Regions from separate parts of the Anas platyrhynchos genome. Here region 1 is linked to region 2. A link is a contact called in public Hi-C data. All regions are on one chromosome and are shown on one strand. The core of a region is the stretch at or near the end of the contact, and the rest is flanking DNA. Distances in the headings are between cores, read along the strand shown. Region 1 holds the start of MICAL3 (microtubule associated monooxygenase, calponin and LIM domain containing 3). Region 2 holds the start of BID (BH3 interacting domain death agonist).

Evidence for each region. Hi-C and Micro-C count contacts between places; a contact is called where the count stands out from the background.
Region 1: a contact with region 2 is called in a Hi-C map of skeletal muscle, with 2.0 times the contacts expected there. The contact joins the promoter of MICAL3 here to the promoter of BID in region 2. A contact is called at or near these places in 3 of 8 Hi-C or Micro-C datasets (liver, skeletal muscle and subcutaneous adipose tissue).

What each region holds. Positions count from the first base shown.
Region 1 is chr1:65,501,989-65,507,607 of IASCAAS_PekinDuck_T2T, forward strand. MICAL3 (microtubule associated monooxygenase, calponin and LIM domain containing 3) reads right to left here and starts at 1,687. Exons shown (of 43, transcript XM_072040058.1): 1 at 1,270-1,687. It overlaps LOC106017355 (a long non-coding RNA gene), which reads left to right. Exons shown (of 4, transcript XR_011810358.1): 4 at 1-455.
Region 2 is chr1:65,334,638-65,340,079 of IASCAAS_PekinDuck_T2T, forward strand. BID (BH3 interacting domain death agonist) reads right to left here and starts at 4,142. Exons shown (of 7, transcript XM_027466177.3): 1 at 4,016-4,142.

The sequences.
Region 1 (5,619 bases), core at 437-2,936, 160 kb after region 2:
TGACTCCCATTACCACAAACAGAAACTATGTTCATAAATTTCCCTTTTGTGTGTGGACTGAGTGGACCTGTCACTATTTGCTTTTCCGGCTAGACTGCAAACAGTGCCTTTCCAAAGCAGAAGTTGTAATATTTTCAAACCTCATGAAAAACAGTGTAGCCCATCTCCTCTCAACTGTGAGAGCCATCCATGCTCTGAGGATCATCTGGCTGCCTAAATCCATGCCAGCAACAGAACACAAGCACAAGCACAGTCTAATAGTCTTAATGAGATTACAGCTACAGATGCCCCAGTGCTGCTGTCTGGCCAAGGAACAGAACAAGCATCAAATTCATCTGGAGAAAAAAGAAAAAAAAATCCCCTTAGCTTGCATGTGAGTGGGTTGCAGTTTAACCAAGATTTCAGAACTATGGTGTGCCAGATCCCTTTGATTTTTTTTTTCCAATGCATAATTGTTTTTTATAAAGCAGCATATTATTCTCACGGATCTTGAGATTCAATTAATATTTTGCCAGTGTGAATTTAAAACTGGTTCTCAGACTGCTCTGTAGCCCTAATACATTTAGAGATGCCTATTGTTAGCTGTTCCTGACTGATCTCACACATGGCTTTTGTATGTTTCCTACTGTCTGTTTGTGTGCTTGCCTATGATATCCATGTGCTACAGTGGAGTGTGGTGGATCTGTGCCAATATAATCGTTCTTTTTTATCAGCGGTTTATCTGATGCATTTGTTTGGCTCACTGGACAGAAATTATTTGTAACCCTATCCCACATAAGAAGAATACTCTTTCTGCACCTGTTCCAAGCAGCATTTGGTTTGCTTACTGCTAAAATTCTTCATCTTAACAAAAACAAATGAGGATGTATAACAAAGGCTGGAAAATGAAAGAGCTGATCTTTGGATAGCGCTGTATCAGATGGCTAGGATGCACAACCTGGTACCGATGCATTCAGGTGTGGATTGTGCTGCTCTGACTGCAAACTGCAGGTACTGCCATGCGGATTTCACTATGCTTGCTTGGTGCCAGCAGGTGAGAAACCTGCTGCAAGTGGCTAAGTCTGCAGCCCCTGCAGGACTTCATGCCTAGAGCAGAAAATCCAGCAGTAACACCTTCACAGATTTTGCATGGAGGTTGTTTAAAAGAGCTAGCACAATAGAAAATCCCTCCCCTTCAAAGCAGGGAAAAACAGATTTTTGTAGTTGCTAAGAAACGATAAAAAACATTTTCAGCGGAAGGCGCGAGAGGCCAGCGGGGTCAGTACTCACAGAGCAAGGCTGTAGAAGTGACCTTCTCACACAAGTCAGCTCCTCCCCGACAGGTGCTCATAGCTCGCCCGCCTCTGCCAGGGTAAGCGCCCAAATCAGAGCCACTCGCTGCTCCTCGGGCCCTGCCTCCGCACAGGTTTCTCCCCGGAAAGCCTGCACAGGCAATTCTCTCTTTCTTTAGCTCTGCAAGGTGAAGGCGAAGTAAAAAGGAGCTGGGGACTGGGATGCGAAGCTCCTTCTGCGCGTCCTTCCCGGAGCATCATCGCGCAGGGGCTGGGGGAGACGGGCGATGCTGGCTCTGGCTGCCAGTTCGTCACCACTGCCATGGCAACGCAGCAGTGGTCTCCTTTGGGAGCCGGGCGGCAGCGGCAACCCCAAATGCTCGCATTGCCCCCTCCTCCTCCTCCTCCTCCTCCCAGGCCTCTGACCAGGGTAAGCCACCCATGCTCAAGGAAGGCTGTTTTAGACAGCGAGTGCTTCCTGCCCACACGTGCACCTTTGGCTGCTCCCCTCACGGAGCCCCATCTTGTTTACGGTGTGGCAATGCTGGCAGCATCCCCAGGGAGCCCTCACTGCCCCTGGGAAACCCTGCGACATGCACAACAGGGAAGAGGAACCTTGTTCTGGCAAACCTCGGAGCATCAATGCGTGCCCACCAGTGCCTGAAGAACAGCTAGGACAGGGTGCCATAATTCTGTCTGAGCAGGTGACCGAGCAGCTGAGGCAGCAATGGGGCATTGTTCTGCCAGGTTTTTCTCTGCCAACATGAGCGAGTGCAAGTGTGTCTGTGAGGCCCCGTCTACAGCTACAGGGAAGCTGTAGGGCAGGCAGAGCTCCTTTGTTCCTGTCTCCTGAACTAAAGCCTCCTCACTTTATCCTTTCTCGGTCTTAACATTGCTGTTCTCTACTTATTTAAAATATTTTTATGACAGCATTGACATAAATGTCATTAGTAATGTGGTAGGACAGCCTGCAGGCACAGAGCCCTACAGACTCTGTGCTCTATTTAGAGAAGAAGTCAGGACTGCAGAGCAGGCGTTATTTTGCTGGACAATGAACAATTCAGGCTTGTTTTGGAAAGCAAATCCTTGGATAGTTAAATAATACCACTTGTTTACGAGAGACTATTTATCTCATCTTCTTAATAAAACGTCACTAATGGTTCTTTGTTGCTCTCCATATTATTCTCTCCTAATGCCAAGTGCTTCTTTTAAGGTAAGAGATTTCCTCTCTCAGGATGCCCGTAACAAATACAGCTCTTTGTACGCGTAGGTGGTAGGGATGAAAACAAACAAGCAGCAGTTAAAACCCACACTAACTTTCCTGTCCTCACTTTTAACCCAAATTGCTTGAGCTTTCCCTGACGATGGCTCATCATAACCTGCTGGATAGGGACAGGCCTCCTGATGCCAAAATCCAGATATTAAAGATCCTATCATGGCAGGGGATTAAGTACATTTTTTTTTCCCAATATAATCTGAAGCAGCAGGGACGGGACTTGCTCAGAGCAGCAGTATCAGCCAGAAGGGTTAGGGAGACTTGAACCACATTCAGAAAACTGTGAGTGGGCTACAAAAATCCCTGACTTCAATAACAGTAACAATGAAAGTCTTGTTACTCATCTTTGCTTCTGCCTTCAGACTCAGTTTCCAAGCTTTTCGCCAATACTAAAAGAAAATTGTGATTTAATTTGGTTTAGGAGAAGTTATATTTCTCCTGTGCTTACGTGATTCCAAAACGTGGGGCTTGGAGAACATCACCAAATACAGCGGTGGCCATGACAATGCTGCAAGACAGGGCAGCACAGAAGTATGTCTGCAAAGCAGGTGAGCCCATTTCGGGACTGTCCCGGGAAGCCTGGAGCCTTCACCCTGAAGATGCTGGGCTCTAACAGCACCCCCCAGTCCTGGCATGGTGGCGTAGTGGCTTGTTCAAAAATTAGTTACGAGTACACCCAGGGTTACAAGCACCTGACTCCATACAGACAGGAGGTTACTGAAAATATGAAAGCACGTTATAAAAATCTGCATTACAGTGGGCAGTTTATGGCTCCTTCCTCAGTGATGTTAAACAAGAATGGAATTAGATCAGAAGCTGAACTGCACACTTAATCTCACATAGGGGAAATGCTGGCTGGCACATATAATTAAATACATCTGTCTTGCCGACCCCCCTCCCCTCCAGACATTTTTATGCTTGGCTTGGTGGAAGAGACTTGGTGCCCCTGGGTGTGATAGCACAAAGCCGTTCAGAACGAAGCTGTGCCCTGGAGAAGACGATCCTGAGAAGGAGCAGTGCTGGGTTACCGAGGGTTATGCAAGCTGCAGGGGGACACAGGGGAGAGGAGGTGGCCGGGCCTGGCCTGCAGCACCAAGAAGCCTTGGCTGTTTGCAGCTTTGTCCTTTCACAGTCAGAGCACTCGTTAGAAGGTTTAATGGGATCATGAGTTGCTGTACCATTACTTCTGGAAGAGGGTATAAAAATGACAGCAGCTAATAAGTGCCATTTTCTTATCAGTCGCCTCATCAAGCTAATTTCATGAGCGGAACGCTTCGGAGGCTAACGGGCTGGAAAAGCCATCCAGGCTGCTGAATGCAGGCCAGCACAGACAGAGCGTGTCCCTGTGCCTGCACACCTCTGCCTCACACCACAAACAAGAAGAGAGATACTGTAAACATGCATCCGCAGCAGGACATGTTTCCTAAACCCAGCTGGAAGTCTAACGTCAGCACATTTGTTCTTCCTTTAGGATTAAGAGGCAAGAGGAGCGGGAACATGAATGTCCCTTTGTCCATAGATGTCCAGACCACATTCCTGGGTGTGAAGTTCCCTCACAGAAAGGACTGCTTTGTCTGGAGTTTGTGACAGGGGACATCAATAAACCCTTAAAAAAAACCCTCCAACTTGGTGGACCGGGGTGGAAACACACCTTTCTTTGAGGAGCGGGTTCAGAGAAGGGGTTCCTGTGTCTGAGGGAGGAGGCTGCAGCAAGCGGGTAGATGCGTGTGTGGTCCGAGGGCAGGATAAAGGCAGGGAGTGTGTTTGTGCGTGTAGGAAGGGAGTGGATTGTTTGCAGTGGGAGTGCATGCATGGGAATTAGAGATGTCAAGGCTGAAAAAGGCCTCGCTGGTCTTTTCACTTTTACTTCTTTTAGGCGCCGAAGGTTTGAAAAGTTAAACTTTCCAGACATTGCAACAGATTGTCTAATACAGCATATCTGCTGTCATCACTGGTCACTAGTTAGATAACTGACAAAACACCTGTGGCAATATTCATTCTTTTAAATGCTGACATTCATTTTTTCTCTTAGTGGCACTACCCAGTGATACTTTTTACACACATTTTGCACATATTTCCTTTTTCACCATGATCTATAGTTAGCCTTATCAGGGAGCACCTATGCCGTTTTTTCTATTTTTAAAAGAGGGGACCACACTTGCTCAGTTTTTGCTTGAAGTTCTGTGGTGCACTGCTGGTAAAAACTCACAATGAGTTTTCCAGGCCATTAGAGCGTTACCACCTCTCTAAAATACCTTCTGTGCTAAATGATTTAGCTATGCTAGGCTTTTTGCGAGACATTTCCATACCTGATTTTCATGGAGATCCTTGCTCCTGCTTGTCTTATTAACTGCTGCTACGGTCATGCCTGTTATCGATAGGTTTCTGGAAAGCCCAGCAACTCAGCAATTTTATAACTGCATTATAAATAATTCAATCAACTGTTCTTCCCCGCATCTAGTTCTCATTTATTAATGGACTTTCTTTCTAGGCAGTATTTTCTCATCTCTCATCACCATCCAATATATATACTTGGGGGAGGAATGTAATTAGTTTTACAGCCCTTCTGCCAAAACTTCCACCAACTTCAGTCAGAATTTTGCCTGAAGAATGCCTAATGATAGCCTGTAGGAGTTGGTCCTATTTCTGTATGCCGGGAGCAGGCTGAAAGGAGTGCACACAGGTGGGCAGTGGAGTCCCACGAGCGTTTTAACCCCATGGGCTTTTAACCCCTGAGCATTTTAAGAGAAGCATTAAAAGGTGGGTTTATATGTATGAGAAGAGAAAGGTGAAGGACATAGGGAAAAGCGGACAGGGCGAAAGAGCAGAACAAACTGATGATATTTTTTTACGATTGACTTGTGCTAAACTCTGGTTGTGGGTTTGTTTTTGTTGGTTGTCTTTGACTGGTTGTTTTGTTGTTGGTGGTGGTTTTGTTTGTTTTGTTGTTTTTTTAATTTTCAAATAACAGAGGAATGGATTTTCTCTCTCTCCCCTTTTCTGTCATCAGACAGCTGTGCAAATATTTTAGCATGTGATTGTGGAAGCACAACACTGAAAACTTCTGAATTG
Region 2 (5,442 bases), core at 2,892-5,391:
AGCACAAGCACAGATCAGCCAGGAAAGCAGCAGTGCTGCTTCACCTTGCAGCTTTGGTGCATTTCACTGCTGATACCGGCAGTAAGGAATGAGTGAGCTGACTGCCTGGCTGGGACATCAGGAGAGCCAGGAAGGGAACTGGTAAGGAAAGACAGACACGGGGACACTACGAGCCGCAGACCCTACCACTGGACCAGAACTTCTCCTCCAGGCCCAGAAGGAGGAGTATCTGCAGTGCCTCCTGAAACACAGATGCTACAAAGATGCTCCCAGCATGGGATTTTAAACGCTGGATCAGCAGGGGACATGTGGGACTAGGTGTGCAGGAACAGGAAGGGAACATTGTAAAGGAACCCGACCAAAGTCCCCTGCTGAACAAAACCAGCCTGCTGATGCAATCGGCAGCAGGGCACTGGCCAAGATACTACGCAACGGTGCTGAGCACAGGACAGGCTCCTCTCAGCACCCCACACCACTTGAAGTGCAGCCCACTCACCTCACCCAGCTCTGAACACCCCCTGTAAGTCTTAAGAAATTACAGAAAAAAGGGTACAAAGATCCTCACAGTGGCACAATTAGCTGCTCCAGCAGCATGCACAGCACCATCTCAGTGCTTGAGAACTTCTGCAAAACACCATGATGCACTTTAAGCGGGCTTCCTTCCTTCCGAAGGTCAGGCACACCAACCACAGCTACGAACACCCCTGTCTGCTAGGAAGCAGCCACGCATCAGTACAAGCAGGCAAGGTGATCCTCAGAGAAGCCAGACACCGTGCCTCTGGTGACACGAAGCGTGCTGGCCCTCAGAACCCTCTCCTCTCGTGCTGTATTTCCAACTCTTATTCCTGCCACAGAAATTAAACAGGTGAAGCCAGCGGTAAAATAAAAAGGAGTCACTTTGGTGGAATCTCCTCAGACAGGAGCCCATTCAAACCGTGCAACCAGAAGGGATGGTGACAACACAGCACTCTCAGATCCAATTAAACAGCAACTCCTCACCAGCATTGTGAGGACAAAGAAAGCGTGATCTCTGCTAAGCACCTTTAAACAACAACACACAGCTAAGAGACTGTTCTCTTCCAAAGAAGTGCAATGGGGCTGTTTGGAAACTGCCGAGCAGCTGCCCGGGGGAAACACCCTTTCTTACTTCTTGGCACCCCGCATCAATCTTCTCCTCGACGTTGCCTCGGGCTCCCCAGCTGTAGGTCCGCGGGCGATGCGGAAAAGCGTGGATTTTACTGCGAGAAGAAGCATGACAGTGCACGAAATAACACAGCCTATTTCACTTTCAGTTTTAGCTTAGGAGGAAACAGATTAATGTTTTGTCCCAGAAAGTGAATGCAAAACCAAATATAAGTGTAAAAATGTCAATGTGAATGTCAGAACAAAAACAAAATACAGCAGCTAGCTGATGCAAGCAGATTTGTTTTGTATAGCTGTTAATACAAGGGTTAAAGCCAGCCACTGGGAGTTACACTGATAAATTAACTTGTTTTCCTCCTTAAAGGAGATTAAAAACATCTCAGCAAGTTAGAGAGACACGGCCACCGCCTGTTCATTCACCGTGACACCGCAGCAAGGACGTAGCAGGAACTAACCAAAGGTTGGGGTGCTCTGACAGGAAACACAGCAGGCTTGCTGACACCACCAAAAATCCAGCACCCATAGCCCAGGTGCCCTGCTCACACCTTAGCCAAAGCTGAGGAGGCCTGGGATTTTAAAGTCACATTCTGAGCAGAAGACTCCAAGTAAAAGGAGTTCAGAGCCACGGTGACCCCTCTCTCCTTTAGTGGGGAGTGTCACACAGGAGGGTATATTGCAGCATACAACCTTTCCCTCATATTCACCAGCAAGGACAGCCCAGCCAAGCCCCACCATGACCAGGAGGCATGCTTGGGTCAAAAAAGATACAAAATCCTCAGGAAAAGGACCAGCTACATCCATCCTGCAACCATTAACTGATGAGTTTTAACTAGCCCAGCTTCCTCATCCCGATATAAGCCATCCAAAAGTAAAATGGGATCAAACTTCAAGTAGGAGCCTCGCACTTCCAGTCAATCTACAAGTTCAACCCCCTAATTAAAAATATTTGCAAGCATTTGGCTTGGTACAGCACACAGATATGAAGATAACTCCAGCTCCAAATAAAGTGCAATCTGACGCAGGCAAAAAGCCACAGCATGCTAAGAGAAAACCAGAGGAAGGTGCTATGCAAAGAAATATCAGATTTGCTGGTAAATTCAGCTGAGGGGCTGCTAACAGGTGGAAATGAAACCTGCTCTTTTGCAGTCAGTTCCTTTCAATAGAGAAAACCAGCAGCTGGGCTGACTCCCCTAGCCCCCTGCTGCTTGGCAGCTCATATCCAGGGGCAACAGGAGCAGCTTTATGGAGGAGCCTTTATGGAGGAGCCTACCTCTCACAGCCACCACCCTGCAGTTATGTCAGCAGGCTGTGTGTGGGGCTTTTACAGGCTCAAGGCTGTATCAGGTATTACGTCCTACTCGCCTGTGCACCCTGCAATAAGGGAAGCAATAACTTCTGGATGCCAAGCCACTCTGGAAAGGTCTCCAGAGGTGGCAGTCACAGGATTTATGTGCCTGCCTGCCTCCAGATAAAACATTTCCATCCTATCTCAGCATAATCTGTTCGATCTGCCAGCTCCTCAAGACTTCTGAGGAGCGAGGGTGACCCCGCCATCCTGTTACACAGGAAAAACAATACCAGGAAACAACCGAACAGGGGTCAGTTATGTCACGAGTGCTCACAGACGACGCACACACCAGCCTTCCCCAATTACAGTTACCACAGCTCTTACTGATCTGGAGTTAACGGAAATCAAAAGCCACCGAGCACCTCTACAAGGCGCCCACGTTACCCAAGCACAGGAGTCCCGAGCACGGAGACTCGAGGCTTGCACAGGCAGCACGATCCTGCTGATGGTGTTGGTTAGGCATGGAGCTGGACACAGCACACCGAGCTGCGCCAGCTTACACCTGGGTGTAAGAAATCAGCGAGGGGCTGGTGGGACCCCAACGAAGCCACCTAACCAAGTGGTCTTGTTTCCTTCCTAAATTCAGCAGATACAACCAGGTACTTATGAGAAGGAGGAAGGCAAGTAAGAATGCAAGACCATGCAGAAAGACCTCCTGTTCAACCAGTATCTTTCATAATGTTATGCTTTCATAAGCAGGTGAAAAAAAAGTTTCGGTTTGACTAAAGCCCAAAAAAAAAGCTGATAAGAGAACCCCCAATCACCCCCCCAACACACACAAGTGGACTTTTTCTAAAAGCCCTTTGCAAGGAAAGAGAAAGCACACCTTAGAAACAATTTCCTGCTGGGGAACCACCTCACTCCTTCCTCCACCGAAGGGCTGAGGAGGCCGTGAACGAAGCGCATGAAATTTTAACCCAGATACCCCAGGAAACACCAGAGCAGGGGGCGCGTTGCTCTGAGAGGAGCCTGGGCCTTCCGCACACAGCCTGGCATGGTTTAACTAGTTCTGAGGCGCTGGCGCCCCGATGTTTAGTTAACGTTACAGAATATTGTTCTTTTAAAAAAACAAAGTCGCCACAGACTCGCTCCGAGAGGCGGGAACGGGCAGGGGCCGCCCTTCCCTTACTCCCCCACTGCCACCCCCCATCCCTGCATCCGTCCCTCCTGCTGGAGGGCAGGGATCCCTCGGGGGTCCCTGCCGCAGGATCAACCCCCGGTAAGCCCCCGAAAGCCGCCCTCTGGGCTGAGAGCTCCCGGCACGGCCCCATACGGGCTGGGAGAGAGCAGCCGAGGGGACAAAGCCAGCGGCGGGAGCAACAGCGGGTTGACCTGGCGGCCGGCCAGAGCCAGCGCGGGAGGGAGCCCCATCGCGATACCGGCGACAGCGCGGCGAGTTAAACGCAAATAAAAATAAAAACAAGCGGCTGAAGGCAGGGCTCAGCGGGTGGAACAAAGCCGGCCGGCCCGCTGCTGGCCCCGCCGCTCTGCTCTCCTCTCCCCCCTCCCCGGCGCTGCACTCACCCTGCGGGCACAGCCCCGGTGCTGGCGGCTCCGTCTCCTCGCCGTTGCCGCTCTCGCCCTGCCCCCGCCGCCCGCCCGCCATTTCATGCTTCCCGCTCCGCCCCGCTCCGCCCCGCACCGCCCCTGGGCGCCGGGCCAGCGCCATGGGCCGCCTGCACGAAGTTTCCCTCAGGAGCTCGTCCCGCTCGCCGTGGCACTGCTTAAAATAAATTCGTTTCTTTCACATGGAGATTTCCTCTCAGGCTCGCGCTCCTGCCCCGCGGAGCCCCTCAGTGATGGGGTCAGGGGAGGGCTGGCTGGCGCCAGGTCGGAGGCGATCTCGGGGGGTCTCTTCGAGCCTCGGTGATGCTGTGACACGGGGCACCCCGAGGCTGTGGCGAGGGAGGGCTCGCTATTTTCGGCATTCCTACAAAATCAGGGGCAAACGGGCTCTGAGTCAGGCTCCAGTAATGCGCTCGTCCTCTGCCAAGTTTTCTAAATTCCGAAGGAATTTGACAAGAGACGTGCAGGGAGACTTCCCTCTTGCAAACTGCTGAACTTGGTCTTGGAAAGGACTCACTGTTAGCCCCACGTAGGCAAAACCCCGATTTTCTCTCTTTTCTTAAGTCAAAGAAGCCGTATGTTTCTCCTCAGAAATCTGCATATTTTTTTGGCTTCTGGCACCCGAGTAAGTTGGATTATTTCATGTATTTTATACAAAATATTAATAATAAAGCGATGTTATCTTTCACTTAAAAGAAACCACGTGGTTCCATATCTGAGACATTCAGAAAAGCACCATATACTCAGCAGGTTTGGAAATCTTTGTTTACTCATTCCCTTGCTGCCTACAGGCATCTACAGCAAACATGCCAAGAGAAACGGTACTTTTTATGAGGTTTGGTTTGGACAGGGTGTTGTTTTTTTTTTCTTCCTTTGAGTGCTGTGTAAGAGGAAGGAGGCAACTTCATCGTTTCCATCAAGTGATATCTCTTAACGAGAAGCAGAAGGCCCCCTCCCTCTCTCTGGGAGGATGCGGTCGAGCACCCACATGCCAGCACTGTGGGTTTCGCCTGCCACCACCTGTAGGACCCTTCTCTCTCGTGACAGCTCCGCTGCTGCTGCTGCTGCTTGGGATCTGAGGGAGGAAGACACGCTCAGGCCCTGCTCAAGGTTTTAAAGTGAATCACCTCCAGTCCCCTTTCCTGGAAAGACATGCGGCCAGGTCATATCCTGGGAGGATTAGGTTTGCATTCACCTGTATGCAGAACTTACAAGCACAATTGCTAATGTAGGCAGCAGTTGCAACATTTTTTTCATAAACTGTTTACACAAGGCCAGAATGCCAGGTTTTTCACCTGCTGTTCTCTCTTACTATTAGGCACAACTCATCTCTAGTTATTTTTTTCCTGTGAAGTTGTATAATATAGAGAAAAATACACAGAAGT